Regions from separate parts of the Triticum aestivum genome. Here region 1 is linked to region 2. A link is a contact called in public Hi-C data. All regions are on one chromosome and are shown on one strand. The core of a region is the stretch at or near the end of the contact, and the rest is flanking DNA. Distances in the headings are between cores, read along the strand shown.

Region 1 (4,575 bases), core at 13-2,512, 250 kb before region 2:
TCACCAGTGCTGCAGGTGAACCTCATGTACAGGTTCCTTCCTGCCAACGCGCATTTGACCCCCTGCAGCCTTCCGAATCTCGTTGATCTGCACAAACGAAGCATTTTGGGGTTAAAAAAGAAACAGCGCTGATTTGATTGATGGGGACTGACGGCACATCAACATATCGTCAAACACAAGACAAGTCGTAGCGTAATGACATCTGTCGTGCGAGTGGAGCATGGGCTGGACAGGACAGACAATAGTGGCACTAATCTTGAGCTTATTTGGTCTAGTATACCTGCTAAAGACGACAGACAGAGTGTCGAAATTGTCCGGGTTCTCCAAGAATCTCATGAGCTCGGCGGCGCGGCGGGCGGTTGGGAACCTGGCGACGGGGGCTCGGCTCATCCCGTCACGGAACACGACGCTGGAAGCACCGCCAGACTCGGCAATGGCCTTGCATCCACGGTTGGTGCTGGCGACGAGGCAGCCCTCGGTGGTGGCCATCGGGACGTAGAGCCGGCGGCCGTCGAGGAGGAGCGGCCCGACGACACCCACCGGCAGCTGCACGTACCCCACGGGCATCTCGCAGCACTGGCCGAGAATGGAGGCGTAGTCGAAGCCGTCGAGCGGGAGGCCGTTGATCTCCCTCCCCGTGATCCTGCGCAGCGACTCGCGGCGGATCCCGGCGGCCCGGCGGCAATCTCCCAGCTTCGTCTCCAGGACGTAGGAGGGGATCTTGCCGGCGACGACCTGGGACACGATCTCCTCGTCCTCCTCCGGCATTACCTCGGGCGCGGGGCCGGCGCTCTGCAGCAGCGCGCACTGCGCGGGGGCGGGGGCGGGGGCGGGCTTGGGCTGGGCGGAGGCGATGAGGAAGTCCTCGTCCTCGTCGTCGCTGTTGGAGACGACGGACTGGACGAAGGCGATGCCGAAGAAGCTGAGGAGGTAGATGAGCGAGGCGACGAGGCCGCAGATGGCGAAGATCTCGGTGAGGCCGACGACGTGGAGAGGCGTGGAGGAGCGGATCTTCTCCCGCCAGCGGCGCATGAGGTAGGCGAGCGAGGCGGCGAAGAGCGCGGAGAAGATGAGGTTGGTGTGGCGGATCGGCAGCGGCAGCGCGTCCCCGGCCTGCACCCGCGCCCCGGCCCTCTCCCCCCTCCCCTCCGCGGGGCGCGCGCCCCCGTGCGGCGCCCTGCGGCGAACCTCCACGGCCATGGCGGGCGGCGGGCTGCGGCGCTGGGCTCGTCGGCGTCCGGAGCGGGCGAGGCGTGGGAGGGGGGTTTGCGCTGGGAGATTGGGGAAGGATCGGTCCGGCCGGGCGGTTTAATATACTAGCCTCGCCCGCAAAAAAAATAAAAGAACCTCGCCCCGTACCGGCGCTAACAGGCTTTGGGGCCCGCGGCCCAGGGTGTCTCTTGTTTTTTGTTCTCAAGTGGAGGGGCCGTTGGGCCGGGTCTCCGGTCTCGGGTGTTCTCTCGTCTCTTTTCTCGTTGGTTTCCTTTCTGCTTCCAGTGACCTCGCTGCTGTGTGTTCGCCGCTGCTGTGTCGCGTTGGCACGATACGTGGTATGGTATGGTAAACCGCGGGCTGTGTCGCGGGCGCACGTCGGCCGCTACGTGCTCCGGTCCTTTGCTCGCACGCGACGCGATGTCGCTAGAGCTTCCTTCTCGTTCAAAGGCTAGGCGTCCAGATACGTGGCATTTTGAACAGTAGATCCGGTGCTGCATTTTCTATCTTTAGATTAGTGTAGCATATACTCCTTCATTTCGAATTATAAGATGCTGGTCTTTTCTGAGTCGGATGCATGTAGACGCGTTTTTATGTGTCTGTTCACTCGTGTGAGTACGTATAGTTTATACTCCTCCGTTTCTAAATATTTGTCTTTCTAAAGATTTCAACAAGTGACTACATTCAGAGTAAAATGAGTGAATCTACACTCTAAAATATATCTATATGCATCCGTATGTGATAGTCCATTTAAATCTCTAAAAAAGACAAATATTTAAGAACGGAGGGAGAATTAAATATCCGAAACGTATTATGATTCGAAACAGATGTCATTTTATTTTCTTTTCATGCCTAGATTAGTGTACTAATATTAAGTCAAATTTTGTGAACTTTGGCTAACTTTATAAAAAAAATTAACAGCGTCTACAACACCACTAGATTCATAATATATACTTCCTCTGTTTTACAATACAATATGTTTTAACTTTTTTGTGAATCGGATGAACATAGATACGTTTAACTGTGTTTGTTCACTAATTTTAGTCTGTATGTAGACCATCTTGAAACATTCAAAACATCTTATATTTGTGAACCGATAGAGTATTGGTTATTGTATTATAAGTATCCATATTATAAATTTTGGTAAAACTTTATAAACTCGTCTTATCACAATGCTAATATGGAGAGTGAATAAAAGCAGAGGTAGTGCTAGCGAGGAGGTGAAAATGGATTGGATAAGGCTCTTCTTATTTTCATTTTCCATATTTCCAAGCAAGTATGATGTAAATGCATATGTTATTAAATGAATGCTAGGATATGGATACGGGTGATGTTTATCCAATTAAAAGGAGTGCGAACATCTGAGAACTTTAGCAACATATTAATATAGGGTAAAAATTATGGTTTTCTGCCTCCCGACGGTGCCGGTGCCGGTCCGTCCCGTCTTCGGTGGCCTTAGGGCCATGGAGCCGGAGTGGAACTCGACCCTTGCTGGTGGGAGGACGCGGCTTTTAGATCTTTTTTTGAGTTTTGTTAGAGTTTGTGTCCTGGTTAGGAAGGCGAGACAACGGCGACTCCCTGAAGATGGAATAAAGGTCTCCCGCCTAGCCCCCGTTCCGGTGATTCGTCTAGCATCATCGGCGGGCTTGTGGAGGTGTGTCTCCGGCGGATCTACCTTTGGTAGATTTGCTCGGATCGGTTCGCCGTTTGTCTTAATTCGTGTGTTTTCAAGATGGATCCTTTTGATCTACACTCTTCATTCTCCGCGGCGGTTGCTGTTCTGGTGCATTGGTTCTATAGGGCCTTAGCACGACGACTTTTCGATTGTCTACTACAACAACGTTTGCCCGACTCTGGCGAGGGAGGGGCGATGACGGCGGCACGCCTTTGGCTCGTCCTCTGTGCTTGTAGTCGTCGCTAGGTGGTCGACTGATCTGGATATAATTTTTACTATTTCTAGTATTTGTTGTACTACTAAGATTGAAGATGAATCAATTGGAAGTTTTTTTCCGCAAAAAAATTGTGTAAAAAATATAACAGATCCATGACTATGCCATGATGTATTATAAGTCTGACGATATAATGGTAGACAACAATGATATGTGCAACATAGATAAACAACCATACCACCATATATCATAATTTTGTAGGTCCAAACACAAAAAATAACACCTGGCCACTTTGTTTGATTTTTAGATCTTATAATTGGTCTATATATACGGGTAGAATAGGTAAGATTGGCTAGCATACTTTTACTCGGGCACATGAAAATGCGTATTTGCATTCATATTAGCTTTATAATCCAGCACCAGGTTCATATTTCCATTTGTAAAGATGCATTCGTATTTATTTCACATTTATTTCTATCTAAATTGGAAAGTGATATTGCTTGCCACATATATGCCGCCTCACTACGATAATCCAATGCTACTTCCCACCCTTGGATAAACTTCCGGGAACGTGCGTAGCTCGATTGAGCGAGTCTGAACCTTCCAAGTTTAGCTGCACGTTTTCCCTCTTCAAAATGGATGACCACTCCCCTGCAAAAAGAAGAAAAAGGATCACCACTCACCATTTTATTTGAGACAAGGATCACCACTCATCAGCATATGCATGTGACTTCTTTGGGGTTTTGTGGAGGGACCTTTGGGTCGGGTCTCTTGTCTCGGGTGTTCCCTCGTCTCTTTTCTCTTTGGTTTATGCTTCCATTGATCTCGCTATTGTGTGTTTCGCCTTTGTAATAATGTGTTGGCACGATACGTGGTATGGTATCATAAACTACGGGTTGTGCCGCGAGGCGCACATGGGGGGGGGGGGGGGGGGGGTAGATACCCATGCCGCTATGTGCTCCGAGCCCTTGCTGGCATGCGGCGCGATGTCCCTAGAACTTCTTTCTTGTTCAAAAGCTAGGCATCCAGATATGTGGTGTTTTAAACAGTGGATCCATTGCTGCTTTTTTTTTATCTTTAGATTAGATGTTTTGTTTTTTTTTTTGAGTCGGATGTATGTAGACGCGTTTTGATGTGTATGTTCACTCGTGTAAGTATGTATAGTCTATATTAAATATCCAAAACGTATTATGATTCGAAACATATGTGATTTTATTTTCTCTTCACGCCTGGATTAGTGTACTAATATTAAGTCAAATTTTGTGAACTCTGGCTAACTTTATAGAAAAATTTAACAGCGTCTACAACATCACTAGATTCATTATATATACTTCCTCTGTTTTACAATACAAGATGTTTTAACATTTTTGTGAATCGGATGAACATAGATACGTTTAACTATGTTTGTTCGCTAATTTAAGTCTGTATGTAGACCATCTTGAAACATTCAAAACATCTTATATTTGTGAACCGA
Region 2 (4,370 bases), core at 1,268-3,767:
GGGCCACCTACTATCGTATCTTGTCAACACGTAATTTGTACATTTAGAACTTGTGCGTGTTTACCGTACGTCGGCCCGATCCGGAAAGATCAAACACTGTTTCACCAAATAAACATGATATTACAATTTTGATTAAAAAACCGTTTTAACAGAGTTGTCATATAGACTTGGATCAATGTATTTTATGAAGAGTGTTTCAAATCTTGCCCATGAGCTTATAACCCCACCATCGATAACCCACAACCTCCACTTCCTCCCTGCCGTCCACGACCTCTATTTCCCCCTCCGCTCACAGCCACTCTCAGAGACGAGCGGGGTCTTGGTGAAGCTTCAGTTATAATTACACTAAGCATTAGGTGGAGCATCCAATGAAATCTTTGGGTGCACCACCTAAAGCTTAATTATATTAAAAAATCGAGTTAAAATATTTAACTATTGTTTGATTCATGTGAGGAAGATTTTTTTTCTTATTCTTCGTCAGCCTGGGTGGTCGTTGGCGCGTTCAGATGCCTCGACGCCATGCATATGTGTGCACATGTGCGTGTTCTTGGGTGCATGGTGTGTGTGTGTGTGTGTGTGTGTGTGTGTGTGTGTGTGTGTGTGTGTGTGTGTGTGTTACTAGCATATTATGCATCTGAACTGCAAATTTAGGTGGGGAATCGAGAAAAAAACCTTTACAGTCAATGATAAGTAGGACCTGCATATAAGAAATTTCTGGAAGGATTATAAATTTGCATATCGCCTTTGGCAGGCTCCGTATTACTTATTGAAGCGCACTCTATATCTCATATGGCGATGACACATATGACGATTATGTTAGAGTTGCTCTAACCTGCTACAACATGGTACACCGTTTAATTAGTTCTTTTAGCAGATACCAGCATTTCGCTAACTATTGGTTCATCCATTTCAAAATAACTGAAGTCCTAGATTTGTCCCAAGTCAAAGTTATTGAAGTTTGACCAAGTCTATGAAATATATTAACATCTGAAACATGGAATTAGTCTCTTGAGGTTTTTTATGAAATATATATAGTCATATTATGTTTATTCGGTTATTTTAGCATATTTTCCATAGATTAAATCAAACTTAATCAAGTTTGACTTAGGACAAACTTAGAACTTCAATTATTTTGGAACAGGGGGAGTAGTAGGAAGGTAGGCACATATGTATACTCCATGGACTGCATTTGACATTCCCTTTGTTCGTATCTTCGGCCAAGGCCTTTGGCTTCAAGCGCCCTTCACGCCTGCACGTGGAACATTTGCAAAAATATTACAACACCGTGACGTTTCCAAACTAAGTTTTTTCCAATTGAGTTTCTAAACTTTGTAACTCGAGTACCTCTTCTATTCCCTCAGTAAAGAAATATAAGAGTGTTTAGATCATGAAATTAGTGATCTAAACACTCTTAATTATTTCTTTATGGAGGGAGTACCTTATAAATTGTAGTTGGCGGTGGTGATGATAAATTCACTCCCCACTTCACCTCAATTTTACTTATCCATCCAGAACCCATCGCCCCCTTCGGTTTGAAAGAGTTCAATCCCCACTTCACCCCAATCCTCTCATCCATGTAGAACTTAGAGGACCCCTCTGTTTTTTAAAGAACTCATTAATAAAACCGCATAAAAATATAGTTTGGGAGCCTTGAATCTCGTACCTGCTTCTTGACCCAACCCGGTCAAATCAGACCACCTGACTCATGATTTGAATGGGGAAGCATTTTACAAGTACTATATATCCGTACGTTTTTTTACTGCGACATGAACCAGACACTCAATCCGCAATTATTTTTTCTTCCTGCCATGGTTCCTCCCCGGATATATGCATCCTCCAACCACCGCTCCTACCCAACCCCCAAGCACCCCTGCTTCTAATCTCCGTCCTCCTAACTTTCAAATTTCGAAATGTGGCCATGGCTCTGCCCTACAAATCTTACATTGGTGCTATGGTTCTGTACTTGCGCAAGTATAGTGTTGCCGACTTGATTGAGTTTCTTTCACAATGTCGCAAGTGCGTTGTTTGTTGTATACTACTAAAATCTAGAACAAATTCAATTAATTTTTATTATTCCGTGGCGACGCATGAACATTATGCTAGTGTTCCATAAATTTCAAGCTAATCTCGCGCCCTTGTATTCGATCTGCGAGTGTTGGAAAGCAACTTGTGTTATGTTACCTTCGCAAGGAGTTGCATTTTGATACATGCCTTTTTTGTTGTCGATGGGGGTTGCATTTTGCTCTGTCTAAAGACATTGCATTGTTTTTTGTAACATAAAAAAACGTTGCATTCTAACCGAACAAACACAATGTTTTTTTTTTTGGAAAACAAAAAGAAAGTTTGATGGTCATTTTCAGCAGCAGGCCACTAGCCCGTCTCCGGTTCCTCCTCCTTTCTCGAGATTGATGATCTAGGCCCAGTCATGTGGTTGGGCTGCACTGGGCCGACGATTATCGTGCCGTCGACCAGCAGACAGAGCGCGGCTTGGCTTCGCGGCCATCGACCAGCGGTTGCCTCAAAAAAAAAACATGGACCAGAGGTGGCGCTGTAAAAAAATGATTCCGATGGCGATGGCGTTCTTGACCCCAGGAACCCCGCAGACCAAGCGACGGCGGCGGTGACGGCGGCGGCGGCGTCGGAGGTGGCCGCGAGGTGCGTGTCCGCTCCACCGCTCCCTCCACGTGTTTTTGTTCCTCTCTGCACCGCTCTCCCGGACGGGTCCAAATCCATTTTTGTTTCGGCCCGGATTTCTTAATCGATTTCCACACCAGGCTGCTGGTGCCACGACCTGCCACTTCCAGTTCTGCTATTACTTTAGCCACTTGCTGCGCACATCTCGGTGAGCTCGCCACTCCGGTGGCGGCGGCGGCGGGCGGAGGGAAGAAAATGGCACCGCCGCGGCGCGTGTGCGTGACCGGCGGCGGCGGGTTCATCGCCTCGTGGCTCGCCAAGCTGCTCCTCTCCCGCGGCTACGCCGTCCACGCCACCCTCCGGGACCCATGTACGGACGCAGTTGATTCAGTTCCGTGTCATAGATGTGCTTTGCGTTCATTCATACAGTACTTGTAAATCAATCAGAGTTCCGTGTCTAGATGAGCTTTGCATTCATTCATAGTTGAAAAATGCGAAACAATGTTCTGTGTCGTCATGTGCTTTGCGTTCATTCATGGTTGTTAAATGTTAGTCGATCGGAGTTCCGTGTCCGCATGAAGAAAGCAAGGTTTAACCGATCCTGAGCGAAAGCGAATGTAGAGCATAAAACAAAGTGCTTAGTCCACGGATAAGCCAAGGTGGGAGCTGTATACTGTTCTGATTAATGGCTGAATGCTCTTTCAGGTGACCCCAAGAATGTCCACCTCAAGCAGATGGACGAGGCCCGGGAGAATCTGCACCTGCTCAAGGCCGACGTGCTCGACTACGACGCGCTAACACGTGCGTTTGAGGGATGTGAGGGGGTCTTCCACCTCGCCACTCCGGTGCCTGAAGATAAGATTGCTGATCCTGAGGCAGGTGTTCTTTCCAACTAATGCTTCGGTGTCTGAAAAAACAGTTTGTGTGGTGCTGTATCTACATTATTTGGTAATAGTACCGAGCTTGTATTGATAGTGAAGCAGCATTGTGAATTTTACCAATTGGCACGCGTTTCGCTCTTTATCAGATAAATGCACTTTTCAGTCCCATGTAATTTGGCGATTTTTGGTGCTTGCAAAGCTAGGCTCACTGTAATGTATGTTTGCAAATACTAGCTCCTGAAGAACACTTGCACATCATATTATAGCACTGGGAGTAATTAGTGCGATGTAAATGCTAGATTGTTATGTGCTTTCACCTGTGTGTGCTAACAATTTTAGATTATCAAAGTGTTAGAAGTGCGTGCTGTCAGTGTCAGGATACTTTCTTGTTGGCATTGTGAGTGTTGAACACTGTAGGATTGCTAGTACTTTTCTCACCACATTTTAAATGCATTCTTGCAGTCAGAAGTATTGGCTCCTGCTGTGAAAGGTACTTCAAATGTGCTGAAGGCCTGCTCAGCTATGAAGGTTCAGAAGGTTATTGTCTTGTCATCCAATGCTGCTGTTGATTTTAACCCGAATTGGCCTCAAGACAGACTCAAAGATGAGAGTAGCTGGTCAGACAAAGATTTCTGCCAGGAGAATGAGGTTAGGGATACTATTTAGTAAAGAAAAATTCCAAAGCACTATGTATACATCACAATTCATTGGTGGGCACACATGACTATATTTTCACACATGTCGGTTCTTTTTTTTTCCAGTTCGCTGTATTGATACGTGTCCTCAACGAAAGAAAGTCTTCCTAGAGATAATTTCCACAAAGACTAAATTGTGACCTTTACTAATTTGTGCTTG

What was found. A called contact is a pair of places that touch in the nucleus more often than the background predicts.
Region 1: a contact with region 2 is called in a Hi-C map of leaf, with 7 times the contacts expected there. The contact joins the promoter of LOC123112452 here to the promoter of LOC123112450 in region 2. A contact is called at or near these places in 3 of 5 Hi-C or Micro-C datasets (leaf and root).

Annotation. Positions count from the first base shown.
Region 1 is chr5B:458,555,721-458,560,295 of IWGSC CS RefSeq v2.1, reverse strand. It overlaps LOC123112452 (3-hydroxy-3-methylglutaryl-coenzyme A reductase 3), which reads right to left and starts at 1,262. Exons shown (of 4, transcript XM_044533433.1): 1 at 281-1,262; 2 at 1-87. The coding sequence starts at 1,200.
Region 2 is chr5B:458,307,286-458,311,655 of IWGSC CS RefSeq v2.1, reverse strand. It overlaps LOC123112450 (cinnamoyl-CoA reductase 1), which reads left to right and starts at 2,517. Exons shown (of 6, transcript XM_044533432.1): 1 at 2,517-2,655; 2 at 3,340-3,509; 3 at 3,978-4,163. The coding sequence starts at 3,369.